Regions from separate parts of the Columba livia genome. Here region 2 is linked to region 1. A link is a contact called in public Hi-C data. All regions are on one chromosome and are shown on one strand. The core of a region is the stretch at or near the end of the contact, and the rest is flanking DNA. Distances in the headings are between cores, read along the strand shown.

Region 1 (5,310 bases), core at 2,798-5,297:
GCTGCAAACCTGGGCATCCAAGACTCAATAACCACAAGACAATTTCAAACAAGTGAACCATTAAGAAAGTGTCCTTGTTTAAAGGGCCTAATGATCAGCTAGATATAAGTACGCCAATTACACAGCTTATTAGCTTTTCATGAGAAAAATACTTTCCCCCTCCACCGTCAATTCTGCAAGGAAAGACGGCAACAGGCTCCTTCAAGGCAAAGCAGTTGGCTTAGTTCCTTATTCATTCTGCTTTTTTACATATTGTAAAAAAAAGTGACTCAACACATGACCCATCTTCAATCAACTCCAGGAGACAAGCTGTCTCTTCCACACCTGAGACTGATTCTTAACACTGTCTGCAGCCTTGCAAAGTATCTCAAGAGTAGATTTCTCCTTTTGAAAAATTAAGCTTCATTAGAGACAAGTTTAAAACTAAAGAAAAACTAAGAACAGGAAGCTTGCATCACCCCTAACATAAGGGACTGCTTGCTTATATCTGAATTATCTCTGATAGAAACTGATTATTTTTTCCTGTATTTGGAGAGATAAGAGCTTAACCAGAAAAAGGTAAGCTGGTGTTAAGTCTCCACAAGCTATACTCACTATAGTACACTTACCACTGGATGCTTATTTTAATCACCTGCAGGAACATAGGGGAATTAAAAACAAAACAAAACAAAAAAAAAAAAAAAAAAAACAAAACCAAAACCCAAATAATGTCAGATTACATCAGCATGGCCAACAAGTAATTTTAGGAACCAAGCTCCAAATTCTAGGGGGTTTTGCTCATTTCTTTAATTTTACAGGGACTGTCAATGCGCAATTCACAGGGTGCTGGGAGCCCACGACCACCTGCATGCGGTAAAAAAAAAAAGTTTTATTAACCTTGCTCCCTTTTTCATATAAACTCATGGGTAGTGAATGCCACCTTGTTTCCTCAGAAGGAATACAACTCTACACCAGACTCATCAGCCTGAGCTGTATCCCTGCAACAGCACAGTTAAAGTCAGTCTGGCAGATCTATGTAAGAGTTAAAATGATGGCGTTCATCGCAATTAAGCCGCAAAAAAAACGAAAAAAAAAAAAAAAAAAGAAGCAAGGGAGGGGGAGGAATGGGTTCTCCCTGCCCACATCAAAGATTAAGATAACCACGAGCGTATAACTCTTCTCCAGCTCCACAGACAGCTGCATCTTCACTTTGATCTTCGCTCTTGCTGAACCCGCCAGACAGCAGCGGGTCTCCCCACCGCCGCCTCTCTCCCGACACCCCCAAAAAGGCTCTGCAGGCCCCTCCTCGCAGCAAGCCTCTGCCCCTCCATCCTCCTAGACGTCAACCCGGCCAAAAACACCCCTTCCCCGGTACAAGCCAGGCTCCACCGGCCCTCCAGCCGCTTAATGGCGGCCACGGCCTACAGTCCGTTTCCCCCCCATTCCCCGCGCCACACTCACCCGAGGCACCGCCATGGCGCAGGACCCCCAAGAGCACCACGGCGTAGGGGAAGAGCCGCATGGCGCTGCGAAGAAGAAGGGGAGATGAGGCTGCGAGCGAGCCAGGGCGCTGAGGAGGGGCCTGGGCCGGGCGGGTCCTGCGAAGCACCGGAGCGCCCGCCTCCCGCCGGTGGCCGCGCCGCCTCACAGGACCCGCCCGAGCGGAGGCCGCTCCCGGCGCCCCCACACCCACCTGCGTGAGGAGACTGGGGTAACGGCCCCAACCGCCGGCCCCCACCGCTTTTATTCTCCCGAGCTGCGCCTGTCGACCCTGTGGCGGTTACTGGGGCGGGTGAGGGGCTTGGGGAGGTCTCCCGGTCAGGATGGGGAGGGTTGAACTTTATTTCTGAAATCTTTTTTTGACATTTTAATGCAGCTGCCGTTTGGTTTTGTCCTACAAACAGCTCGTTGGCCTCGGAGGCTCGCAAGCGTGTGTGTTTGAGGCGCCTCTGGCTGTGAAGGTGATTCATGGGCACATGATGGGAGAAAAGCGAAAGCAAATTAAAAGCCTCTCTTTTTTTTGTGGAGCGGGGTGTGTTTTCGCTGTTATTTGGGCCTCGTTTTATGCGTTTGCGTCATAACCTAGCTCTAAAAAGCCTAGGATCACCCCTGTTTTGTTTCTTTTTTTCCCCTGCTTGCTTCAATCCAGTTTCCAGTTAAAATGCATGAGGAAGCTGTCAAGAAGAACACAGGGATGAGTGCTGGTCCATGTTTACAGGTATTTCTTATAAATGGTGTACTTTCTTTGTACTTTGCCTACAACACTTAGGAAGGCAGCCTTTTTCAGTCCCCCTTTGCTGAGGTTATTTTTGTTTTGCTCAACAAGGTTCCTCTAAGTCAAAATCCATGAGATATCGGCAGTCTGTTTAGTGTTTGCCACTGTCACTGTCAGCCTCCCTGAGAGAGGCCTCAGTCACTCTTTATTCACAGCTCGGCTTTCAGACTGCTCACCCGTGGCCTTCAGTCACAAACAGAGCCTGAGCGAGGCTTGTCTCGTGCCATCAGTCTCACTTATTCCACGCTCAGTCTGGCATCCATCCCACTCTCGGAAAGCTGAAAAAGAACCTGCTGCCTTCGATAATAGCTGTAAAGCTGTTAAAAAACGTGTGGTAGGTTTTGGTCTACAGCGCAGTAGTTTCATGACTTGGCTTTTTAAGAGGACCATGAAGAAAACACACATCCCAGTTTACATGAACGTACATGTATGTGTAAAATCCTAAAAACTCCTAACCCCAACCGTGCCATCAGCAAAACGCTTTCGTCGGATTAGTTTGTATCGAGGCAGAGGGGAGCTGTAAGTAGCAAAAGGTTGTCTTGACCTGCATGTTGCTGCTGTGTGGCTGTACCCACAGTGTCACTGCCAAGTTGGCCAGAAGAAACTCCTGGAGGTCTCCAGCCCAGCTGTCCCTTCCAAACCTTCAACTTCTTCAACTAGATCAGGTTGCTCAGAGCCCCATCCAGCCTGGCCTGGAACGTCTCCAGGGATGGGGCATCTACCACCTCTCTGGGCAACCTGGGCCAGGGTTTCACCATCCTCAGTGTAAAATATTTCTTCCACATATCTAGCCTGAATGTCCACTCTTTTAGTTTATAGCCATCACTCCTTGTCCTTTCGCAGCAGGCCCTGCTAAAATGTCTGTCCCCATCTTTCTTACAGGCCCCTTTTAAATACGGAAAGGCCACTGAAAGGTTTCCCTGGAGCCTTTTCCAGGCTGAACAACCCCTACTCTCTCAGCCTGTCCTCACAGCAGAGCTGTTCCATCCCTCTAATTATTTTTTGTGTCCCTCCTCTGGCCCCTCTCCAACAGGTCCATGTCTTTATTGTGCTGAGGGCTCCAGAGATGGATGTAGGACTCCAGGTGGGGTCTCACCAGAGCAGAGGGGCAGGTAAGTGCCAGACACTAAATGACTGGCACAAATCAGAATTCCTCATTCTCCAGCCCATGGGCACAGAGGGGTCTTGCTGGCTCTAAGCCGGATCGTGGAGGATTCTGCATTCCCGGCCTTTCACGGCTCCCCATCTGCAGACTCAGCCCAGGGCTGGAGCGGAGGGTCCATGCGGTGGTGCTGCCTTCAGCCGGCGGCAGAGCAGCTGCTGCACAGCGAAGGCCGAGCGCTCCCGGGCACACCGGCCTTCCAGCGCCGGTAACACAGGAATTAGGCGTTTTTACCCTGCTACGATCGTGCGCGCAGAACGGTGTTTCTGAGAGAAACCAATAGGCCCGACGTGCCAGTTCCTCAAGACGAACGGCACCGCTGCAGCGCCCTTCCCTCCCCCGCCGCGGCGCTCCCCTCGGGGCGCCTCCCGCAAGCGCCCGTGGGCCAAGCCCGCCTCCGCGCCGTGCGACTGCAAGCCGCAGCCTGCCTGGCCCCAGCCGAGCAGCTCAGCAGCTGCCAAACACAGCCGAGAAAGCGCAGAGTGTCAGAAAGCGGCTTCCTGCGGCTCTGAAACAGCACGGAGCCCGCCGTCACTGCCCCGCCTCCACCCACTGATTGGAGGTGGGTCTAGACCACCTCCCGGCCTGCAGAGGGCGCCCCACGCCCGCCCTGCCCCACCGGAAGGGGGACAACACCACGCCCATGGCTCTCCCATGCCGTGTCACGCCCCCGTCGCTCCTCCGCCCACCTGACATCCAGGCGCCCTATTGGGTGCCGCCTGGTCAGGTGGGCGGTGGCGGCGGCGCTATGGCGGATCGGTTGACGCAGCTGCAGGACGCGGTGAACTCGGTGAGGCGAGCGCTGCTTTCTGCTCTCCCCTGAGACCCATCGTTCTCACCGGTGGGCTGGGCTGGGCTGGCAAGGCTGGGCTGGCAAGGCTGGGCTGGCAAGGCTGGCGCTGGGTCACGTCCCTCCCCGCCGCTATGGCCGTTGCGTGTGTGAGGGGTGCGATCCCTCTCCCCACCCCCGCGGTGCCCCTGCAGCCCCTGGCTGCCTCTCCCTCCTACCGCCGGGGGGGGCTGGACCGCTGCCTGGGGTCCACCGGGATGCAGAGTAAAATTTAAATAGTTCTAGTGGTGGAATGAAGGAATTGTCTCTCTGCCGTTTGCAGCTCGCAGACCAGTTCTGCAACGCCATTGGGGTGTTGCAGCAGTGTGGGCCCCCAGCCTCCTTCAGCAACATTCAGACGGCGATAAACAAGGATCAGCCTGCTAATCCAACAGAAGGCAAGTCTGTCTTTCTGCACCTCCTAACAAAACGTGAACGTGTTCTGATACAGTGCACTCTATAACATAAAATCTGTACTGTGTTTTGTGCTTGGCAAACAGTTCCACCAGTAACTGGAGGAATGATTTAAGTAATAAACTGATGTCAGCTGCACTTGCTGCATAACATTGTAATAGCAGAAATGCAATTTTAAGTGTTAAATTAGCATTACAGTATATTTCTTGTGCTGGTTTATTTGCACAGATACAGTAGCTCCACAGATATAAACCATTTATATAGGGCTGTTGCAAGAGATTGTTAGTGAGTTGTCCATTACTTCCCTAAAGTCTTTTTTAGAAAGAAGTACTCTTAGCTTTATGAAATCACTTATGAGTTTTAAATTCTCCATGTCATAAACTTTTTTGCTTATGCAATTAAGGAATAATGTCATGTTGAATCTCCCTCTTGGCATTTGTGGCTTAGTTGTTGGCTTTTTTGTTGTTTTTTGTTTGGGTTCTTTTTTGTCTGTTTTTGAGAGATAATAAAGTGATCTAAGACACTGAAATTGGCAAGTGAACTAAAAGGTCTCTGATCTGAGAATTTCAAGTTAGTATTTAAATAACCATGTTATTCTAGTCTTGAATTTGTTTTTTTGTTTGTTTTTTGACTGAGAAAAATGTTACATGT
Region 2 (5,330 bases), core at 547-3,046, 100 kb after region 1:
TTGGTGTATATATGAAAATTGTTATCAGCCTTTTCTGTGACATAGCTGTTTTAGGAGGAAGGATTGGTGTTCCCTGTCCTGCTGGCCATGTATGTAGCTTTACATTTTAAATCCAAATCAGAGAACCAGCAGCATGACATAAGTAGCATTGTTCTGTCACATGGAAAAAAACCCCAAACAAATGTGCTTTTCTCTCCAATAGAACTGTATGTGGTGTTTGTTCTGTATCTTAAATACGCACTGAGTAATGAGTCCAGAGTAAATTTATTCTAGGGCTGCTGTATAATTATACTATATGCATGTTTTCAAAAATAAGAATATTTCCATTGTGTGGCTTAGGTCCAGATTAATTTGATAGTGTAGGTCCAGCCTTATTTGACAGGAAGAACAAGCTATATGATATAACACAGTTGTGCAGGAGACTTGTCTGTAAAGAGACTGGCATCTTCAGATCTGTTCTTATGGAAGTGAATCCCAGTTATGATCCCCACCACTGTCTAACTGGTACAGACTTGCTCTTTTTCTGGCAATCTGTGTAAGAGAACACAAGAATTTATCGCATGGGTTACTGTAGCATCCCAAGAAAAGTGAAACCCTCTAATAATAGCAGGAAAGGTTGGTTTCAGTTTTCACTTCTTGTAGCATACTCTCACATATTTATTATACTCTCCGAAGTGAGAAATCATTTAAAAAGTAAATGTGGAAGGTTGGAAGAAGATGCTAGAAGGACCTGAAATTATGAACTTAACTGCTTTGGGAGGGGTGTTGGGTTTTGGTGCGTTTTGTTTTTCTTATAGTAGTATTTGAATCTTCACCATCACTACAGTTCAAATCTTTGGTGATGTGAAGGGTTATGATTATGCTCTACTCCACATCCCTGTCCTGTTGCTCAGTTTTACGGTCTGGGAAGTATGCCGTTGGATAATTAAGCAACTTTCTAGAGATCTTGTAGCACATCTGTGTTGGGATGCTGTTTCATCCCTCATTATCCTTTTTTCTTTAAAGTCCAGAGCTACTTGGATATGTAGAAATAGGCTGTAAATTACTGAGGGTGTCAAACCTCCATCCTTCCTTCCTGCAAAATGACAGCTCTGTGCTTGCTCTCATCTTCGCACACTCTGGATGTCCTGAAATGGAGCTGCGGAGATGTGCGAGAGGCTTGGATTTTGTGTTCTCATCCTTTCCTGATTAGAAAATGATCCTGCAAGCTGCCAAGCATTTTTTTCAGAGGCTTAACAGTTCTCTAGGTGCCTTGATTTCTTCAGCTTCTCCTCTTCTGAGTTGTAGCAGGTAGGATTGGATGCCTTAGTGATTTTGCTCTGATTACCACAGCCTGAATACAATAGTCTAATATGAAAACATTAATAATGGACTGTGGGAGCTGCCAAGAAGCATCTGGAGAGGACAGGCAGGAGTTTTGAGTTACCAGTTGTGTAGCAGAAGCTGGATGTGAAGTTTTCAACAGTGGAAATGCTTTCAGGAAAATTGACCAAGGGTTTGACTTAGAGCTGTTCTGATAGATGGGAGCACAGAGTGAAGTTGTAGTAAACACTGCTTGGCCTTTGTCTGCTTCCCAATCAGGAAAGATCTGGGAATAAAAAGATAAAACATATGCTTGGACCAGGCAGCATTTTCCTATCAGAAGGGAGATGGTTGGTCAGGGCAGACTTACTCCTGAAAACTCCTGCTTGTAAGCACTGGGGCTGCTGTACCCTGCTCTCCCTTGTCCTTCGGGAACACCTTTCATCTCCTCCCTGCTGTGCTACTGTCCCACCTGCCTCTTGGGGCAAGATGTCCCTTGGTCACTCCACACCCCTCTGTCTCCTCTGCCCACGCCATGGGTGCTTGCTGCTGCACAGAGCTGGCATCAGGAGAAATGCTCGTGCTGTGCATTCAACCATCCAACCAGGAGGCACAGGCTCGATTTCTGGGCCAAGCAGCACATATGGCATCTCTGCTCCTGGCAGCTCCGAGAGGTTGTCCTGTGGGCTGCACGCTGCTCCATGTCTCCTGTTGGTTTGATGTCTCTCTCATTCACAGCCGGTGGTGAATCATGTTTTCCAAAGTAACAGGCTCTTTGGAAAGAAAGGTCTTCAGTCCTCATCAGCCAAAGGAGTTTTGGCCAAATGCATCTGTCTGCTTAGTATGACTGTCATCGTGGATGAAAGAGCCTGAAGCAAGGCTGGTGATGCAGCAGGAATAGAATGGTTCCATTATGCAAATGGCATGAGTTTGGGTGAATTAGTAGTTTTTTGAGGGAATTTCCAAGAACTATGGGTGGCACCTTTTCAAACCATTCCCGTTAAAGTGCTGAGGTCAGTAGAAGTAGTGTGCTGTCAATAAAAGGCCCCATTTTGAAGCTTCTTCCTTCTCATCCCCACCCTCTCCGGCATAATTTGTTCATAAAGGTCATATTTCGGGATTTTATTTGGTTGCTCCCAAATTAATGTTTTGTCTGGGATGTGTGGTTTTGTGCTTTGTTTGGGGGTTTGGTAGTAGAAGCAGAGAGGCAGGGGGAAAAACAATGAAGAGGTTTTCTCGGCTGTGAGTTGACATAAGATTTTGTGGGGTGCCTTGTGTCTCCTGCCAGGTCTGTGCTCTTTTCTATTTACTTTGGGGAGGATGGAGAGTTCAGGACACTTCTTGGCTTTACAGAGTTGACTTTTGGTTTTCTTTCACCACAATGACAGAACTAGCTGGGGTTTGCAAACAGAGAGAATGTAACCTGTCTCAAGGAAATGCCGTGCTGTATGTAGGACAGTGTGGCCCGGAGGCAGGGCTGGTGAGCTGTGCATGGGGTACATGGGATGCTGAAAGCAAATGCTTCTGGTGATGTACCCCTCCTGCTTTGGTGGGCTCACACCACGGTATGATGGTGAAGTTGATACAAATTTCTTCTCCGTTAAATAACTTTCTCTGAGCTCGCTAGCTTATGGGTTGGGTTCTCATCTATATTTTCCTACTGTAGAACCACAGTGAGGGTCAGCCCCCACTATTTATAGCATGGTGTGCTAGTGCCAGAATTGTTATCTCTTTTTTACAGGCTTAATAAAATGAAGTGACTTAGATTTGCTGTTAGGTAACGTCTGTGTTTGTGAGTATAGGAGTATGGGGAAAACAAATTAACAGGAAACAAAACTACAGTGTTATTTTATCCGACCGGGAATACAAGACGTGCAAAGGATAAATATCCTGTTGCTTGCCGATGCTAGAGTGCACTCATTATACCTTAAGTAAAGGTTAATCCATTTCAAGCCTGGGTTAATGCTGCACTATCCTGACACTCCAAAATGATCAGATGGCGGGTTTTTACTCTATTAGGTCATTTATTGAAATAATTTAATCACAGATGCAAGCATGTGATCTGCAGTTGTTCTGTTTGATTTGAGTGTGTCCATGTGCTGTAGGTTTTGCTCTCAGATACATGTTTTATACTTTTTTTCAACCTATCAAGGGAGAAAGAAAGTGTAATGTTCTATAACAGACTCAATACGGAGAGCACAGCCAAGTTCTCCAGCTTTTCAAGAAGTATCTAGTGTGGGGTACATGCTTGTGTGAAGAATAAACCCCTTAATTTTTAGTAAAGATTACTAACAGTTGACAGCTCTCACCTTTCTTTAGCAGAAAATTGAAGGGGATAAAAGAGTGTTTAAAAAATAAGAATATTGACAACATTGTAAAGCAGTGGTAGTGCTATTAAAAGCTCACTGTATATGTATAGAGATATATTTTTATTCTCAGAATTCTGGCGTCTTGCACACTCCAAAATACACAGCTAAAATAATATCTACATAATGCTATAAAACGCCTCTATTTGTGACACAGCAGCTGCGTTTCTGGCAACAAATATCTTATTGTCGCACCAAATCCAATTAAAAATCCACAAGATGAAATGCTGTCTTCACAGAGGAGAGCAGGCAAATGCAAAACAAAAAAAAAACCCCGAGCAGAATTAAGCAATCTTCCTGTCTGATGTGGACTTGTGAGTTTTCTTCTGTATGAAACTTTTAATTGGTTCACCTTAAAAGGTGTTAGGATCTGCTTCAAGATCATAAACCTAATTTGGGATTTGTCTTCCTCAAAATCCCCTTGTGAAATAGAAGGGTTACGTAAATAATCAAAAGGAAGTGTATGTACTTCTGCATGATTTTCCAAAACCAACCCCAAAACAACCTGAACAAATGAGCGTGGGGCAGAGATGCTATTTCTGGCTCCCCTCGCTCTCTAAAGTGCCTCAACCCACTTCCAGGTAGGGCATGAGTCCCAGGACAAACTGTGCTTTATTTTTTCACCTCCTCTGGCTTCCCCAGACCAGCTGCAGGAGACTCAGGACTGCCCTAAGATGTTGTTTTTCCCCAGTCTTTAAAGTGTTGTTCTAGCACATTCAAGTTCTTTGGGTTCAAGATGAGAGCTATGGAAGAGAGCACCCTTTCTTCTTTCCTCTTCTCAGTTTTTGGGTGCTCAGTGACCGTATGCCCTGCCCTATAAGTACTTTATATCTACACGGGTAACACATTTACAACTGCATGAGATGATTCCCCCTTGAATTTGAGAATCAAACGCTGGGAGCCCTGGAATGAGCAGCCACTCCAGAAAAGGCTCGTTTTGTAGGCGATATGGCACAGAGGTGGTCAGAAAGGAAACAAACTGAAAGACTGGTTGCCTCAAAAAAAACAAACAAAAAACCCCACAGCAACAGAAGTTTTCCTTTTTAAATACAGCAAATCCATTATTTCATTTTCATGCGATGATTTCTAGAAATCCCCCCAACTGTCCACATGCAATTTTGTTGAGCGACTTTAAAATTCAAAGAAATTTATGGCTATCTTCTGTCCTTGAAACAGCTTCTCTTCTTCATTAGGGGTTTTGTCCACTTGTCCACTTACTTCTTCACTTTATCTTGTCCTTTTGGTAGCACCTAGCATTTCTGGAGTCTGAAATTGTCATAGAGTTGTGACATGTCCAGCTGTGGGAGCTGCCTGGTCCTCCTCTCGCTTCCCCCTTTTCCTTCCCGTGCTCCGTTACCTCTTCCCTCCCCCAGGCTGGACTCAGGTCAGCCGGAGGTACATTTTCCTCATTTGTGGACAGGAGCTGCCCGTAGCCTGCATAATTCTTTGCTATGATTCACCCTTTGTTTTGCCAACATGTTGTTATTTTTTCAGAGAGTGGGTAGTAAGTCCGTCTGCTATCTCGGGATAATTTTATAATGCAGCTTTTTAATGGAGTTTCTTATATCTGAAAAACGGTGTCTTCCCTGTGAATTCTGTAGCATCTAAGAATTTGGAGACAGGGAGTGGGGAAAGAGGAGAAAATATATACTTTTTAATTTT

What was found. Hi-C and Micro-C count contacts between places; a contact is called where the count stands out from the background.
Region 2: a contact with region 1 is called in a Hi-C map of liver, with 2.5 times the contacts expected there. The contact joins the enhancer-like site here to the promoter of MED21 in region 1. A contact is called at or near these places in 2 of 2 Hi-C or Micro-C datasets (crop and liver).

Annotation. Positions count from the first base shown.
Region 1 is chr1:136,608,417-136,613,726 of bColLiv1.pat.W.v2, forward strand. It overlaps MED21 (mediator complex subunit 21), which reads left to right and starts at 4,048. Exons shown (of 4, transcript XM_065032633.1): 1 at 4,048-4,206; 2 at 4,529-4,643. The coding sequence starts at 4,060. It overlaps TM7SF3 (transmembrane 7 superfamily member 3), which reads right to left and starts at 2,342. Exons shown (of 12, transcript XM_005507076.3): 1 at 1,441-2,342. The coding sequence starts at 1,501.
Region 2 is chr1:136,710,520-136,715,849 of bColLiv1.pat.W.v2, forward strand. The region is part of intron 1 of STK38L (serine/threonine kinase 38 like); the gene reads left to right. Among named protein-coding and RNA genes, the nearest start is that of STK38L, 27 kb to the left of the region's middle. Within about 2 kb of position 1,797, at least 1 of the 3 cell types and tissues checked has an H3K27ac peak away from gene starts, as active enhancers do.